Linked DNA regions of Mus musculus: region 1 is linked to region 2. Evidence: chromatin contacts called from public Hi-C data. All regions are on one chromosome and are shown on one strand. Each heading gives the region's core, a stretch centred on a gene start, on an enhancer-like site or on the middle of the called end of the contact. The rest is flanking DNA. Distances are from core to core; before and after follow the strand shown.

Evidence for each region. Hi-C and Micro-C count contacts between places; a contact is called where the count stands out from the background.
Region 1: a Hi-C map of cortical neurons shows a contact between it and region 2, with 4 times the contacts expected there. The contact joins two enhancer-like sites. A contact is called at or near these places in 12 of 484 Hi-C or Micro-C datasets (the Ba/F3 cell line, the HPC-7 cell line, brown adipocytes and 7 more).

The regions. Positions count from the first base shown.
Region 1 is chr6:112,998,333-113,002,519 of GRCm38.p6, reverse strand. No RefSeq gene overlaps it. Among named protein-coding and RNA genes, the nearest start is that of Gm43868, 46 kb to the left of the region's middle. Within about 2 kb of position 1,424, at least 68 of the 459 cell types and tissues checked have an H3K27ac peak or open chromatin away from gene starts, as enhancers often do. A contact at or near this core is called in cerebral cortex and cortical neurons, where this site is marked.
Region 2 is chr6:112,400,036-112,403,720 of GRCm38.p6, reverse strand. No RefSeq gene overlaps it. Among named protein-coding and RNA genes, the nearest start is that of Gm38873, 11 kb to the right of the region's middle. Within about 2 kb of position 1,605, at least 32 of the 459 cell types and tissues checked have an H3K27ac peak or open chromatin away from gene starts, as enhancers often do. A contact at or near this core is called in cerebral cortex and cortical neurons, where this site is marked.

The DNA.
Region 1 (4,187 bases), core at 175-2,674, 600 kb before region 2:
GCACCTCTAAACATCAGCCAATGCTCAGCACCCAGCACCTTGTGTAGTCGGCTTTCCAGAGCGGCCACAGATACTGGAGACAACAAACCTGTCAAAAGGAACCGTGTATTTTAGCCCATAGATTGGAAATCTCAGTCTGTGAATGGTTGGTCCCCTTACTTCTGAACCCGTGGTGTGGCACATTATAGTGGCAACACACAGTGTAGAAGAGAGCCCTTCACGTCAGGTGCAGATAAACGAAGAGACCAGAGTCCCATAATTCCCTCAGGTCTTGCCTTTCCCTATTACCTAAAGCTTCCCCCTAGGGCTCCACATCTTGAAGTTCTACCTCCTCCTAGCAACACCTAGCAACACCTTGGCCCAGGAACCAACTGTTTAACACATGAGCCTTTGAAGGACATTTAAGATTCAAACGCAGCACATTTACAGTTCCCTAACTGTGAGAACAACCTCTCTCTCCTGCAGTGGTCATACGGCTTTAGTAAATGCATGTTTATCAAGTGTAATTCGCATTACACGTGTTAGTGTGGACTTTTCAAGTCGGCAGAGTCTTAGGCGCTGACGCAGTGAGTGCTGTACTCTTCTGGTTCCTCCTCCACTCACGTGGTTCCTTGGGGGAGGGGCTAAATGAAGTCATAAGAATAAATTATTCTGGACAAGGTTAATCATGTAATCAGCAGCATTCAGTATCGTTTAAGTTACTCAGGATGGGTGAGTTCTTAAGACCTATACAACATCACGCCGGAGTCAGTGCCGCCCTGCCTGAATATAGGAAAGTCTCATGCTGTGTGCTTACTACTAAAAACAAGCATGACGCACTCCTTTAATCCCAGCACTTAGGAGACAGAGGCAGGAGGATCTCTATGAGTTCGAGGTCAGCCTAGTCTACAGAGTAAATTCCAGGACAGCCAGAAACCCTGCCTTGAAAAACTAAAATGAACAAACAAACAAACAAACAAACAGCTAGGCATAATGGTGCATGACTTTAATCCCAGCACGCGGGAGGCTGAGGTCAGAGGACCTCTTGTGAGTTTGAGGACAGCCTAGCCTTTATACCCAGCCAGAGATATAAAGTGAGCCCCTGTCTCAAAATAACAACAAGAATATCCATCCAAACCCTAAGTAAACAAAAGTTAAGGGAAAATAAGTAACTTAACAGCATTTCCAGAACAAAGGATCGCCACTTATTCTTTGCATTCTTCACAACTCATTGCCATTTTGAAACAGCGTGGTTAAGAGAATGTGTGTGGGTAAAGGAGTTAACAATTGCAGGCATTATCATCATCGCTAGCTTCCGATGTCCTTGTAAGTTCTGAAATTCAGAGACTAGAAGCGGCTTCCTTGGGTTACAATGATCTGGTCAGAGCAGCCACCAGTAATGTTCTCAGAGTGCCTCACCAGGTGGCGCTCTTTTACCGGGATAGGTTCTGACCAACTCCCTCCTCCCACTTCCCAGCATGCAGTAGCCTCTTCCCCACCAGTTCAGCCCAGCCTTGTAGAGCTAGCTGGGATATTGTGTCTAAGCCTTGTTTCAGACAGGGAGAAATAAAATTTTGAGAAAGTATGTCTCTGGGCTCAGAGACCCTACGTCACCAGGTGGAGTCCGGGTTTATTCAATTCTGAGCCTCATCTGCCTCCCAGTGCTTCTCTTATTCGGCTCTCTGCAGACGCTTCTAGATCTTGCCTTGCAGGCTTCCCTCACAGTGGATCCTGGTGGGCAGAGCTAGTGCTCCTCTCCTAGGCATTTGTCACTTTCTGCTATTACGGGTGGAGAAGGTATTTGGGAACAAGAAAGGGAACAGGCTCTTTTTATTTCTTCCCCTTCCGGAGGCATTCAGGGGCAGTGTATGTGCAGCTAGGGGAAGGGACCTGGAACCAAACCGTCTTTGTCATGACTCTTCCCCTTTTCACAGCAGGATAACAGGCTGTGAGTAAACTTGTGTCTCATTATTCCATCCATAAAGTTGGGGCAGTAAAATATCCCATGGGAGCCGCCATAGACGAAGCACTCACTGCAGTCGGGTGCTTATGGTGAGCATCATGGTTCACCAGCATCCTACCTGGACAGAAAAACTTCTGGGAGGATGCCGGGCTGCCCATACTGGCCCTCACCTGTGTCTTCCTGCTACAGCATCCTTTTATGACACCTGTCACATATTTCAGTGATGCTGTGTGTTAAGTCTAGGCTCTCATACTCGCAATGGACCTGCAGCCCAACCCAGGGAAGTGGGTACTTAGCATGTTCCCATCACATGGAGGAGGCTCAGATATGACAAAGTCATCTCTCCAGGTCACTGCCTAGCGACAGGAGGGTGCCTCACAGTCAGGCCTGTCTGATTAAGCTGTAAGATTCAAGCTGTTTACTTCTGCATTCTACTGCTCTTTTGAAACTGGCAATAACAGTAAGCAGGACCCCTCACAGTGTGGGCATCATCCGGACTGCCGAACCCACATCCCAGGACCACCCATCTGTAGAGTGATGGTTCTTAACCCTTTAAAATAATCTATCTATCTATCTATCTATCTATCTATCTATCTATCTATCTATTAGCAGGATTTTCATCCTAGCACTGGGTAGGCTGAAACTCTATTTAGACCAGGCTGGCATTGAGCTCACAGAAATCCATTTGCCTCTTCTTCCTTAGTGCTGGGATTAAAGGCAGGTGCTACCACACTAGGCTAGATTTATTTCTGTTGTTTTTATGACATGCATGTGTCTGTGTGGATATATGTCCCCTGTGTTGGGGTGCTTGAGGAAGGCGGAGAGGGTGTTGGGTCCCCTTGGGGCTGGAGTTTTGTGTGCTGGGAGCCTGGTGAGGGTGTTGTTAAGCAAACTTTGAACCTCTGGAAGAGCAGCAGGTGCTCTTAACCTGGGGGACAAAGATGTAGAGGTCACTCATGTTTTTCTGCCCCTCTCCCCAAGGTCCTTTGGGTGACAAATACAAGGATTCTTAGATTATATTTAGCCCCACAACCTTCAAGGGTCACCTGCCCCCATCTCGTTTTTTTTTTTTTTTTTTTTGTGCAGCCTCAGGCTAGCTCTTTGGGCAGCCAGGCAGCCTGCATCCCAGGCACGTGAGGTCCTTTGAGCCATCCAAGATGTAACACAAGCACTCTGTGACTCAGACCAGACTCTCTGGGATTTTTCCTTTCTGGGCATGTGACAGTCTGTGCAGTATCAACAGCTTTTAGCAAGGAAAGAAACAGACACCACATTACTGTCACAAAATCATAGATGGCAGGCAGGCTCAGAAGGACCATGCATAGAAAATCAATAGTGGGCCCTGTTGAGGGCAGAAGGAAGGAAGGAAGGTCTGTCTGTCTGTCTCTGGCATGTGATGGTCTTCTAAACAAAAATTCTCAATCTCATCTATGTCAAGGTAATGGCTTGTTGAAAGGAACTGTCCTGTGTATTGTCTGGTGTGAGTATCATCATTGTCTGCCACCCACAAGATAGTAAAACATTCCCCGAGTAGGGCAATAGCCAAATGTCTCTAGATGTTTCCGATGTGGTAGGAGATAGAACTGCTTCCTCACCGCTCTCTTATTGAGAATCACTATTGTAAAAGCAACCATTTCTTCATTCCCTTCCTGAAATATGTATTAACATTTTTCTGAGTGCTGGAGAGATGGCTGACAGTTAGTAGCGTACAATGCTCTTGCAGAGGACCTGAGTTTGTTGGCCAGCACTCATACTGGGCATCTCACAGCTCATAGCTAACTCTAGCTCCAGGGGATTCAACAATCTCTTCTGGATTCCACAGTTACCTGCACCCATGCTTGCACATACCTGCACACAAATGCACACATTTATATACAATTAAAATAAACCTCTTTTAAAAAGACATTTGTGTGCCTTGGTGTCCTAGTTAGGGTTTCTATTGCTGCGATACTGGTGTGATACTGGTGTGATACTGGCCCCTTCTTAGGCACTGCTGACTTCTCTGCTCCAGCTAACTGGCATCAACTGTCCCAGTTAAGCCAAAGTTTCACCTTAGTGGTTCTGGGTCTCTTGTTAATCACAGCTGATTCTTTGGCCACAGCTGACTAGAGCCACCGATTCTAAATTCTGAACATCAAATGGCCCTGAAAGAGTCTTTGCGTCCCTCTGAAACTGAAACTTCACCAGCCAGGCTTCCATCCCCTGCACTGCTCTGAGGCTCATCTTCCAAGTTCTCACAACAGCT
Region 2 (3,685 bases), core at 356-2,855:
TGGCTCCTGAAGATGTAAGCAATAGAGCTCTTGCTCTCTTGCTCTCTGGCTCCTAAAGATGTAAGCAATAAAGCTCTTGCTCTCTTGCACTCTTGCTCCTAAAGATGTAAGCAATAAAGCTTTTGCCGCAGAAGATTCCGGTTTGCTGCGTTCTTCCTGGCCGGTCGTGAACGCGTTCAAGATCCTCTGACAGCATGAATCTGTTTTTATATGACTTTTTTCTCTGGGCATAACATGACCATCCCATGGACCCCTTGGGGGTAGAGATCACCTCGACTTGGTAGCTATGGCAACCAAACAAAAAGAGTAGGTCAGTGGTAGCTAGGTCTATGGCAATGAGAATGGGGCTGTCGACACTCTCTCTAGAAAGAAGGAAGAGGAGAAGGCCATCGAATCCTCACTTGGGATTCCAGCCACGACTCAGTCCTGCCTTATGCTTGCCAGCTACAAGGCATATTGGAAGGAAATGGAAGATTGACTTGAAAGGGGGACTCCACACTGCAGCTTCTATGGAGTGCATGAGAGGGTGAGGCTTGGAGTCAGCTCTGCAGGGCAGGGTGTCAGTGATGCTTTGGGGGTCTATCAGGTTGAACTTGGTCGAACTTAGTCTGTCACTGACACCCTGTCTGAAGTGAAGAGATGTTTGTCCAAGTCTTCCCAGAGAAAGCAAATGTAACTGAGCCTGACCAACTCTGTGTCTCTCTTCACTGCAGAGAACTTGTAAGATAACTTAATATGCATGGGTGCATAGCTCATAAGTAGACAGCTGAACACTTGATTCAATGCTAGGGTGTGTGTGTGTGGAGCAGCAAAGTCCTATGGATGGACACACCGAAGGGCTAAGAGCAATCATTGTTTCAGGAAATACCTAACCATCAAACTGAAGTGACACAGTATAGATAGATACCAACATCTCTGTCCTGCAAGGTCCCCTGTGCTGAGGTATTCCATGTTCATGGACCCTGTGTATCATGAGAGGCTGGACAGAAAGAGCCACTCTAGTTTGGGCAAGGGCAGCTGGAGGAAAGATTTCTGGAGGCAGATGCGTGCGTAGGGGGTGTGGGCAGTTAGATGGGTGGAGAGGAGGTGGGAATGAAGGTTGGGGGGGCCAATGGAGCAGAGGAAGAACAGATAGAGAAGCCCCAGCGACATCAGATCTGAGGAGTGTGTAAGAGAGGAGTGATGAGCCCCTGTGGTAGGAACAGGGCAGCCGGGAGCCAGTGAAATATGTCAGAACAATTTTCTGGTGTTATCGTTACTATGACGACCATAGCCTTTGTGTGTTCTGTTTACTTGCGGGAAATATGACATTTGAGTGTCCTGTTGTGGCCATTGTCAGCTGGGATTGTGGGGGACACCAGGACTGGCCAGCCTCAGAGCTCTGCTTCCTGTCTTTCTGGCCTGGGAGAATGAGATAGTGGGTTATTAATACCGCTCTCTGGAGGCCTGAGGTTGGGGCTTGGTGGAGGCTTGTTTATGCAGCTTGAAATAGCCCACCACTTGCCTGTCCAGTGGGCGTGCTGCCAGTCCAGTGGGTGTGTGTCTAGGCGAACAAAGCAAAGCTATTTTTTACCTTGGAGAGCCCTAGAATGCGTCAGAGAGTCCCAGAGCCTGCCCTACCCAGCCCACACCCAGGCTAGTGGCTAGTCCCAGTGGATATGGGTCTCCTGGAGGTGTCAGTGGGTGGAGAGATCACATGTCCTCTTCCTTCTCTCCCAGCTGGAGACTTGGAGAGCGTCTAAACTTCTCCAGCCAGATGGAGGAAGGATTTAGTTTTATTCTCCAATATGTAATAGCGGTGGCTCCTGCTCAAGGCATCAGACTCTGTGTTGACTAACTATGTCCTGCTCACTGCTGTTTGCACTGAAATTTCTCTATGAGGAATGGAGATGCCACTTTCCACCGTGAAGCTGGAGCTCAGAGAGGTTAATGACTTACCCAAGGTTATTCAGCTAGGAAGAGGTTTGTCCCCTTACTGTAGAGTCCATGCCTTTCTCGCCACTTTCAATGCTTGCCCTGAAGGAGAATGGAAGCAAGGGGTGGTCAGGAAGCCTCATAGCAATGGCCTGGGCTTTGGCCTCTTGGGGCTCCAGTATAAGTCACTAGGAGGGTGTCTGGGTTACTGGCCACCACCTCTTGGCAGCTGGGAAGAGGTATGTAGAGCCCCCATGTATGTGGGTGTGTACCCACACTGGTAGTACCAGTGTCCTCTAGGGTGAGGGGGTCACTGGACCAATTCGTTATGAAAAAGTGGTGCCACGAACCTGCTGAGCAGAAGCATGGAGGCTACCCTCCCCTGGTGGGATGTACCAGGAAGACCACAGACTTCGCTGTCAGCCTTTGTTTTCTTCTCCTCCCTGTTCATCTAAGTCCTGCTATGCTGCAGTGATTGCTCTATCCATAGCTCCTCCAGGCTGTCTCCCCAACCTCTTACCACCTAGAACACAGGGACATCCTTCCTTATCTGGCTGGGGTCACAACCTCTATCTGTACAAGTGACATTTCAGGACTAGAGATGTTTTGAGTCTCTGTGAAGTCCCTTTCTGACTGGGCTGAGATCTTCTTGAGGGTTGGTCCTAGTGTGTGCTTCTCTATGCCACTGTGTGCCAGTCTCCTTCTTTCAAGTCTTCAGTGACTTCTTAATGCTCATAGGATCGATTATCTACCCATTCATTTGTCCATCCATCTGTCTGTCTGTCCTTTCATATATCCATTCACCCACCCACTTACCTGTCCATTCGTCTTCCTAGGTAGATCTGTTCTACCTTCCATCCACTCTTCAGTTTGCCCACCTACCTATATATACCTCTGTCTGTCCAGATATCTTTCTTCCCATAAGACCATTCATCCATCCTTCCACCCATCCACCTATTCAACAACACTGAGAATAATATAAGGGGTACAGAGGACCATTAGACACTTCCTTGGAGTTTAGAGCCCAAGAGTGGAAGAGATATTTTTAAAAAGATGCCATTATGATTTGAAGATAGTAAGTCCCATGTGGTTGAAGGGGTCGAGAAGTTGGGAAGGCCAAGTGGACACATACTCTACTCACAGTTTCCCCGTTGTTCTACTGGGAGACCTGGGTACAATCATTTTCTTCCTGTGCCTCAGAGTCCTGACTTTTGACCTGGGCACAGCTTAAATTCTCACTTCAGGATGTAGTAAGAGTTGAGTGAGATGCTTGTGAAGCTTGTAGCCTCTTTTCCTTCCTAACAGTAAAGACTATCTCTTCCTTGCTCTTCATAGTGTCTCCTGGTCTCAAGAATTACTGTGGTTACAGGAGTGAAACTGCATTTTCCTCAACCTTCTTGTTAGCCTCATTCTGGGGTCAGCAAGGGGACCAGGAATTGAGAGATGGATTGTTAGGCCAACAAACTCTGGCTCAAGCTTTTTCAGAACCAGTCTTGGATCTCTCTCTAGCCTTTTTGATTTTAGGGTTAGGGAAAGAGAGTTTCTAGAGGTCTCCTTTCCTTGGTCTGGCCTCAGCCTCATTGTACAGGCAGGCAAGATGAAGTCTGGGGAAGTTGGAAATCACTGGAGCCAGGATTAAAGTTTATATCTAAATGGCCTTTTAGTTACTTCTGCTGAAAGATGAGGGTAGAATTGGCAGAGCATTCAACTGACTGCATTTCCACATCCTCATTCCAGTTTCCTAGAGGACACTGGACCTCGCCATGGTCTG